Regions from separate parts of the Rattus norvegicus genome. Here all the other regions are linked to region 1. A link is a contact called in public Hi-C data. All regions are on one chromosome and are shown on one strand. Each heading gives the region's core, a stretch centred on a gene start, on an enhancer-like site or on the middle of the called end of the contact. The rest is flanking DNA. Distances are from core to core; before and after follow the strand shown. Region 1 holds the start of Stard13 (StAR-related lipid transfer domain containing 13). Region 2 has its middle 15 kb from the start of Rfc3. Region 3 overlaps Stard13 (StAR-related lipid transfer domain containing 13).

Evidence for each region. A called contact is a pair of places that touch in the nucleus more often than the background predicts.
Region 2: a contact with region 1 is called in a Hi-C map of Schwann cells, with 6 times the contacts expected there. The contact joins the enhancer-like site here to the promoter of Stard13 in region 1. A contact is called at or near these places in 2 of 12 Hi-C or Micro-C datasets (the A7r5 cell line and Schwann cells).
Region 3: a contact with region 1 is called in a Hi-C map of the A7r5 cell line, with 2.2 times the contacts expected there. The contact joins the enhancer-like site here to the promoter of Stard13 in region 1. A contact is called at or near these places in 3 of 12 Hi-C or Micro-C datasets (the A7r5 cell line, the Rat2 cell line and liver).

What each region holds. Positions count from the first base shown.
Region 1 is chr12:5,568,775-5,571,556 of GRCr8, forward strand. It overlaps Stard13 (StAR-related lipid transfer domain containing 13), which reads right to left and starts at 1,417. Exons shown (of 14, transcript NM_001109060.1): 1 at 1,144-1,417. The coding sequence starts at 1,312.
Region 2 is chr12:5,820,181-5,822,962 of GRCr8, forward strand. No RefSeq gene overlaps it. Among named protein-coding and RNA genes, the nearest start is that of Rfc3, 15 kb to the right of the region's middle. Within about 2 kb of position 1,406, at least 12 of the 93 cell types and tissues checked have an H3K27ac peak or open chromatin away from gene starts, as enhancers often do. A contact at or near this core is called in Schwann cells, where this site is marked.
Region 3 is chr12:5,436,186-5,438,967 of GRCr8, forward strand. All of the region lies in intron 4 of Stard13 (StAR-related lipid transfer domain containing 13), which reads right to left. Among named protein-coding and RNA genes, the nearest start is that of Trnap-agg21, 38 kb to the right of the region's middle. Within about 2 kb of position 1,371, at least 11 of the 93 cell types and tissues checked have an H3K27ac peak or open chromatin away from gene starts, as enhancers often do. A contact at or near this core is called in the A7r5 cell line, where this site is marked.

The DNA of each region.
Region 1 (2,782 bases), core at 167-2,666:
CATGGAGTGACTTAATATCCTTCCTGAAACCAGACTGGTATGCGGCCCCAGTATCCTTCACACATAGCCAGTTCCTGAACCTTCCCAAACAAATGCCGATTTCCAAGGAGACAATCTCGTTAAAGGCCGCTGCTAGAATATGTATTGTTCCTTTTGGAGACATTACAGTAAGATCTTTTAAGATTAGAGACTTTAACTTCCCCTCTAAAATTCAATATAATCTCAAATTCATTTATCTAACTGGGAACTGTTTTCATAATAGCTCTTGAAATTCCTGGTAGGGCCAATGTAATGGTTCAGTTAGGTCTGTAGTTAGGAGCGAGGTGACTATTTACTGACTGTGGATAGATGTGTCTGTCTTTTAAATGGTTACCAGCTCAGTGGCTCACTTCCCATTCTTTGGATTTCTACCACACAGGGACATGTTTTAAGCTTTAAGCCTTAAAAAAAAATCATGAGTTTTATTAATGTTCAGGGTACAAGAGTTTTTAATTTTTTTCCCCGAGAATAGAAAAGGATCAGTTAGTCTGAATCAGTACTGTCAACTTGCCTTAGGAAGCCAGGGCTAAGGGTGTGTACTCATAGGCTCTGTTTTGAGGTGAAGAGTCACATTTATCCTTTAGCAAGAAAGCCATGTCAACAAATCAGTGGTAACTATCCACACAAACACACAGACAGGAAGAGAATGTAATTCAAGTTGTCAGTCCGATGGCCTTAAGGTAAGATTCCCGGTGTTTTCCTTCAATGAAGATGTACTATAAACCCTGGGCATTAGCCACCAGCTCTCTGCTCTCTCCCCAATTAAACAAACAAGTGTCCACTTTTAAATGTGACCAGAGTATGAGTTTACCTGCAGAAAAGTTCCCCAAGACACACACTGAGTAAACCTTCCTCACTTGCTCTGTTGACACATGGAGGATTAGGAATTCATGATTCACGTCCTGCTGGAAATATTTTTGTGAGTTAGGCGGCGCTCAGTGCTGTGACAGACTGCTTAGAATCGAGGTCTAAAGTTATTTGAAAGAATTCCACGCAGCGTGGCATAAGAATCCGTGCGGTGTACAGTGCAAACAATAACTTTGCAAGTAGCAAAAGACGGAGCCAACAGAAATAAGCGGCACCTTGGCAGTGCCCGCAACTCACCTTGCTGAATTTTAGTCACTAGGTGATGGCGCGCTAGGATCCGGCTCATCCTGTAGGGAGAGCGTCTGGCAGTCTGATCAAATCGCAAGTACATCTCCTGGCTCTCAGGTGTCAAGGGATTTAGACAGTAGCAGCCTGCAGCCGGCGTCCTGGGCACCTGACTGAACATCTCGGGAGAGTTTCCACTGCCACCTCAGCTGCCGGTGGCTGTTCGCAGCTGTCTCCAGCCTCCGGCAAAGACACCAAGCCCCAGGAGAGAGCCACAGACCCAGCGATTTTTAAAAAGAAAAAGGAGTGCCAAAAGCCGCAAGTCAGAATTCCAAACCCTCCGGGGCTCTCACGTGACCTCGGGAGCCAATCACAGGAGGAGGAGAAAGTACTGGGCGTGTTCCATCAGCCCAAAGCTGACCGCGAGGCTGCACTAGCAGCTGAGATCCTTCATGCTAATAGCTATTAGAGAATTAGAAGCGCCTGGGGCTCACCAAGCCCCCCCCCCCCAACACCAGAGCTGAGAGAGGAGAGGGACACAGAGAGGACAGGAGGGGCCGAACACGCCCTGGCGTAGGAACTTTTTGAGGTTATGAAAGACAAAGTTTTTGGCTTTACTAAAGTCAGCGGCAACTAGGTTTAATTAAAAAAAAAACAAAAGAAGGTAGCCGTGTTACCTGCAGCTGTGTATTTGAAATACACCATTTAAAGTAAGTACGGGTCGCTGGGGATAAAATACTAGCCTTCATCACAACGAAATTAATGAAATAAAACGTTTCTAAAAAAAAACAAACTTTTGAATCCTATGTTGACACTAGGGGTAAATAAAGACCCTCGGGACCACCATTGGACAGGGGAGCTAGAAAAGATGCTCTTCTTACAGAGAAGACCTAAAGAGACAACCTGAACACCCAGCCCTGCTCCTTTAATTTGTCCACTTCCTCCAGTTTTTCATCACCACTAAACAACTGCAAAGTACTAGTCATATGGAAGCCGCTGCCAAGAATCACTACACAGGATGCAGGTGGCCTTTCAAAGATCCTGGGTAGGCTGCTGGTCCACGGGGAACTAGTGGGAACTTATAGTAAGTGCTAATAAAGGCTTATAGAGAGCATATGTCTCAATTTAAAAAGAACACGAGAGAGGAGACTAGCATAATGCTAGTCGAACAACATTATTTCTGACTGGAGGGGTGGTAACAAGTCAGACCCAGCCAGAGAGACTGGTTTTAAAAAACAGAACCAAAATTCCCAAACCAAAAAACCATGACAGAAACAAAGTCCAGGAGTTCTGACAGGAGAAGCTGGGGAGAGCTCTCTCTGCAGGAGAGTTCTGTATCCACAGGCACGAGAGCCAGAGGGTGTGGGTAAAGAAACTGCTAGTCAGTTTAACCATAGCTGAGAAGCCATATGCAAGCCATCAGAATTTCTCCTCCCCAGCTCTTTGCTCTTTACAAGTGGTTGATGCAAACAAACAAGCACAAACATAAACAAAAAACCCTCCACCACCATCACCATCACCATCACCATCACCGCCACCACCACTACCACCACCACCATCACCATCACCATCACCAAACAACAACAACAAAAGGTAGAAAACTTAATGAATTCTAAGCCTGGAATTGAACGAATAGAATTCTTTGGATTCA
Region 2 (2,782 bases), core at 156-2,655, 250 kb after region 1:
TATGATCTTATACGGACGGAACTCAGATTAATAGTTGCTGGAGGCTGAGGAGAGGGGGAGGGACAGTAGCATTTTGAAACCTCGGGTTGAGAGGATTATCCTTGTCACCTGACTGCAGCGGCGGTTAACTGAATTCACATCTTCGACAAAACTGCACACGGGCAAATATGCACACATACCGTTGTACACGCACGCACGCACGCGCATGCTCACAAATGACTGCAGGATTCCATTTCCCCCCAATAATTTCCCAATCTCAAGAGCTTTCATTGAATCACACCTGCACCATTTCTCTTGTCAGGAGAGGTAGCATGCGTATAGGTTTTTAAAGGTTGGCATGGGAAGTCTGGGTGGGCTATTATTCATGAATTGCTTTGGCCAACGCTTTATCACAACAACAGACTCCAAAGTAGGACACGTGCTTATACATAATTACATGAAAATTCTAATAGTCTTTTATTCAGGTTTTGATTGATTGCTTTCCCAACCCTTGAGGTGGGTCCCAGTTGGAAGACATTCTGTTAGACAACCAGCGTCTAATGGATGCCTTATTTCTAAGCAGAGTATGAAATTTCCAGATTGCTTTTGAGGGTGTCCACTTGGACTGCTACAGCAAAAGTGCCATGGGTTAAGTGACTTCCCACATAACTTTCATTTCTAACAGTTTTAAAACCTGGAAGTCCAAGGTCAAGATGCCAGTTGCTGGTTCAGGGATACCATCTTCTTGCTATAAATAGAAAATGGGCGAGAGAGTCCTCTGGGCTCCCTCCCATAACAGCACTAGTTGGGCACAGTGGGACATACCTTTATTCCTGGCACTCAGGAGGCAGAGGTAGATTTCTGTGAGTTCAAGGCCACTCTGGTCTACATAGCAAGTTCCGAACCAGGCTGGTTCAAAATACTAATTTCAGTCTGGTCACAGAGACAATAAGGATGCCGCCATACTGTAAGCTTATAAGATCAGGAGGAGCACAACGTCCAAAACTGTTGTAGCTAGAAGTTAAGATGTCCAATGAAGAACAGCTATATTAGAGGCTGGAGAGATAACTCAAGGGTTAAGAACACTAGCTGGTCTTGCCTGGATCAGTTTCCAGCACCCAAATGGAGGCTTACAACCACCCGTGACTTCAGTTTCAGGGGACCTGGTGTCCCTTCCGACATCCTCAGGCATGCAGATACAAGCAGGCAAAAACACTTGTACACGTAAAAATAAATCTAAAAAGAATTTTAACAGGAAAAGCTGTGTGCTTGTTCTGTGCACATTTTTAAGGTCTCAGATAGTTACAATGTTTCTGACTTTCCTTGGGAGAGAAAATTACAAAGGACAAAAGAATGTCTGTGATAGACATTCCTTCCCATTCTGCTCAGAGCTTCCAGAAGACATAGGGCAGTGTTACTCATCAAAACTTGAGAATAGCAAGCACTAGGAAAAGCCTCAGAATGGAGTCTCCAAAGGGAGAGGACAGACACATTCTTACACAATTATGAAATTCTTACACATGCCCACAAGGAACCAGGAAATGCAGATATAATTACACCAAAGAATGCAAAACAGCATCTTAGAGGTGATTTTGGACAGCATGTCTGGGTAGCAAAGAATATGGAAGTTTATAATTAATAAATATGTGTGACTGGGCCTAGTTTAGAGAGGTGGTTTGAAAGATGTAATGGAGAGATTTGGGGGTAGCAGCTAAGCTCAGACACTGGCTGTGGTGTTAATGTTGGCTGTGATGGCCCACCCGGGAAGAGAGAACCTCACCTGAGGAATTGCCTTCATCATATTGGTCTTCAGGCAGTCTGTGAGGCATTTTCTTGGTTGTTGATCGAGGTAGGAAGGCCCAGCCTCCTGAGCACTGCCACCCTAGGACATGTGGCCATGACATGAATGAGAGTCTCTTCCATGATGCATTTTCATATAAGGTGTTGTCTGAGTTACAAATCAAAATCTTGTTTAAACCTTGGTCAGTAATTCATAATCTGAATTATTATTGGACCAATCTGTGTTTTTCCTTCTTTCTGTCTGTTCTTTCTCTTCATTAAGCAAAAACAAGTTTTTCTTGTTCTGGTTCCTCTGGCATATTTAGTTGATGTCTTTTCAGGTTGAAACCTGAAGAAACAATGTAGTGTTTCATATATAATATTTTTTAAAAAACTTTAAAAAAGCAAAAAAAAAAAAAAATCACAGGCTGGGCAAGCCATGGGGACCAAATCAGTGAGCAATGTTCTCTGTTTCAATTCCTGCCTCCAGGTTCCTGTTTAAACTCCTGCCCTGGCTTCCCTGGGTGATGGACCCTAGGCCATAAGATGAAATAAACCTTTTCTTTCCCAAGTTGTGTTTGGTCAGTGTGGCTAATCACCTCAACGGAAAGCAAACTAAAACATGGACTTATTTGAATATTTAACTAAATACTAACTTTGGTGTGTGCCATCCATTAATTGGAAGCATTCATTTTTACTTTTCTGCAGAATGAATTAATTAGGTCTTCATCTAGTGATGGTGGTTGCAATGCATGTATATGTCTCAGATTGCATTTGCAAGAGCCACGTGTGTAAACCAAGTCTCCTAACCAATCTACTCAGAACGGAACATTGAGGTCACATTACATTAGCAAACGGAAATGGGAAGTAGAATTAATTAACCCGATAATATAAACTAGAGTAAACAAATGCCGCTTCAATTATCTGCTTCTCTGAGATGAGACTTTGGGGGCATGAATGATCAGAATTAAATTATTACATTATTACATCGTTACTGAATTCTCCACGGCTAACACAGACAAAC
Region 3 (2,782 bases), core at 121-2,620, 130 kb before region 1:
TCACCAGCCATTTTTTTACATGAAGACTTTTTGATTTAGTGAGTTCATCCTGCCGAGGGAACTGTCGGGGGTGCTCTCAGCAGGAGTTCTTGGGGGACTGGGTAGGATCCCTCCCAATTCAGAGGATTCTGAGACATCCATATGCCTCTGTAAGTCAAGTCTGTCACTATCTTCTCAGCCACTCAGGTGATGGCTGTTGTGTTCACTTCCTCTTGCTTGCCCTTGCTGCCTACAGCTGCCAGGAAGGACTGTGTTTGGCAGGAGATGCGGGGCATGGAAGTCAACATGTCAGAGGTGAGGATGGAAATCAGGCCCTTGTCACAGTTTCAGGAACTCAGTAATGCCCTTGGCATCTAGCTGAGAAGGTCCTAGCCCTGAGGTTTTACTCACAATTTCTGTGTGGCTTTCCACCTTTGGACATGATCCAGAGTCTTATTAAAATGCTAACTTTAATGGGAGCCTTAAGAGCTATCTTTCTAAACACCGGCCACTCGGGGCCATTCAATGTCACCATGATGCTAGCTGGCGTGAATCAGTTGGTAGTAATATTTGTCCAAGAATAGGTAGCTTGACTCTGCATTGATTTTAGTCTGGATGAGTCTCTTGCATTGGCTTTCTTCTAAATGAGAACATTCTTTACTAAAATTACACATTCCTACTAGCCGGATACCACTGGAAACTGAGAAACGGGTTTTTAAAAACAAAACAAAATGAAATGAAACAGGCAAAGGGAGCCATACAAATCTGCAGCTGCGACAGGAGGCAAAGCCACAGTTACACAGGCATCTAGAGGCTAACGTTGCAACGTCCATCAGCGTTACCCACACCAGTGAGTTGGCCTACTGGGATGCAGTGATGGTCTCCTTGGTGTTCTGGTAGACTGATGAATCAGCCCCATTGCTGGAATGCCTCCCCATCCTGCTTCCAGAAATGCCTCTCAGTAGGGTTCTGGTGAGTCTGTGCATGTGAGGGCAGATGCTAGGCCACAGGGATAGAAGCAGGACAGACCACACGCGCAATAGAAGCCAGGCTTCAGTGCCCGTGCTTCTTTGTTGACATCCATCTTTGTTCCTTGACTTGGTTCATCGAGTCTTCAAAATTAAAATTTCCCAAGACAGGCAAAACAAACTGAAGAACTTGGTACTGTAATGGCAAGATGAGTTTCCATCGTAAAAAAACAATGCACTGCCCATATGGCTTAGGCCAAGGGACTCATGGGCATTGGGGTCCAGAACAATTTCAACAACTTTTTAAGAGAGAAGAGTTGGTAGGCTTCAAATCTCACCTTTGCTTTTTTGGTCTGTGGTTTGAGGGCGACTGACTCCATGCCAGCATTTACTCACTAACTACCAGGGCTGCCCTGAAAGCACCCCCACCCAGAGCCTTCAAGGGAGGAGTCTGTGGCCTTGGATGACTAAGGCATGTGTGGACCATACTGAAAAACTCAAATCTATGATTCTTGCGGATGGGAGATGAAGATTCTGCCTCACAGGATCTGTAGACAGGACACACGGTGTCCTGTTTTTAATTCTTTCTTGATCACTTTCTATTTCTGACTGGAGCTCTCGATAGCTTTCTGGGGCACTTGATTCTCAAGTCTCCCACTCTTTCTCCTATCATTGGGCCTAGACTTGGTCCCTACTCAAAAAAATGATTTTGTTTGCCAATAAAGGACCAACCTACAGTTACGTCAGGAGTGTGCTATGGCTGCTTGGGACCAGCCAGACACTGCCCAGGACGGGGACTGACAGGTGACGAGGCACCATATGCGGGAATGTTTTTATCTGGAAACAGTCTGGGAGCCTTCAGTTTGCACTGTGAGAAGCAGTACTCTATTCATGTGCATTTATTTGTGAGGCTCCCACTGAGGGGAGAGGAAGTGCATGTGTCACTGCAACGGATATAAAAAAGTCCCAAGCAGGTCAGAATACCAAGGTGACTAATTTGTATGCTGCACAGAGAGCCTTGAGACCACGGACATTTTGCAGAGCAGGTAGGTGACAGGGCAAAGAGCCCTTTGCTCCACATTGTGGGAAACACCGTGCGTCATTCGTTTTTTTTGACATTCTCTTTTGTGAGAAATCTGCACAGAGCAGCCACCTGGTCTCGGACTCCCAGGGACGGCTGCATTCGGTTTAGTAAGAACCATGTGTTATGACCAAGACGACATCTGACCTGCGTGCTTCAAATAGTCAGGGCACCTCTCAAGGGGGTCTGTGTAGCCAGACAGCTGTTGGGAGGTCTGTTCCCACATTTTAAATTTGTTTGTGGCCTGCATAATTCCCTCACGGTTGAATACTTCTCCGGACACTGTTTCTCCCTCTCTTATCTCCTCAGCTGGATTGCTTTTATGATGAGGTCAAGCCAAAATGACTGAGACTCTTTGGAATATAAATGTGGGGGCTGGGGCGGGGGAGGACTGGTTTCCAAGGGTTGGGTTACTCCATGGTGAGTTAAGATGCATTAGGTGTAATTATTACTTTGTGCAAGTCAAAAGAGAGGACACCCCGCTGCTTCAAAATAACCCCAGATCTGGCTAATTACAGATGGAGATGCTACATTTAAAAAAGAGATGTCCCAAGTGATTTAATCCTGAACGTCCAGGAGAGAACCCATTCAGTGAGGTCAGAGGCAGAGCACAGGAGGCAGAGCACAGGAGGCGGGGCTCTGGTTTTTGGAGCTGGCAGCTCCTAAGGACACTCTTGAGGTCAAAAGTCTTCTGCGTGACTCACCCAGAAGCTCTGGGCATGGGACAGGTTTAATTTCCTTCCGCAGTGCCCAG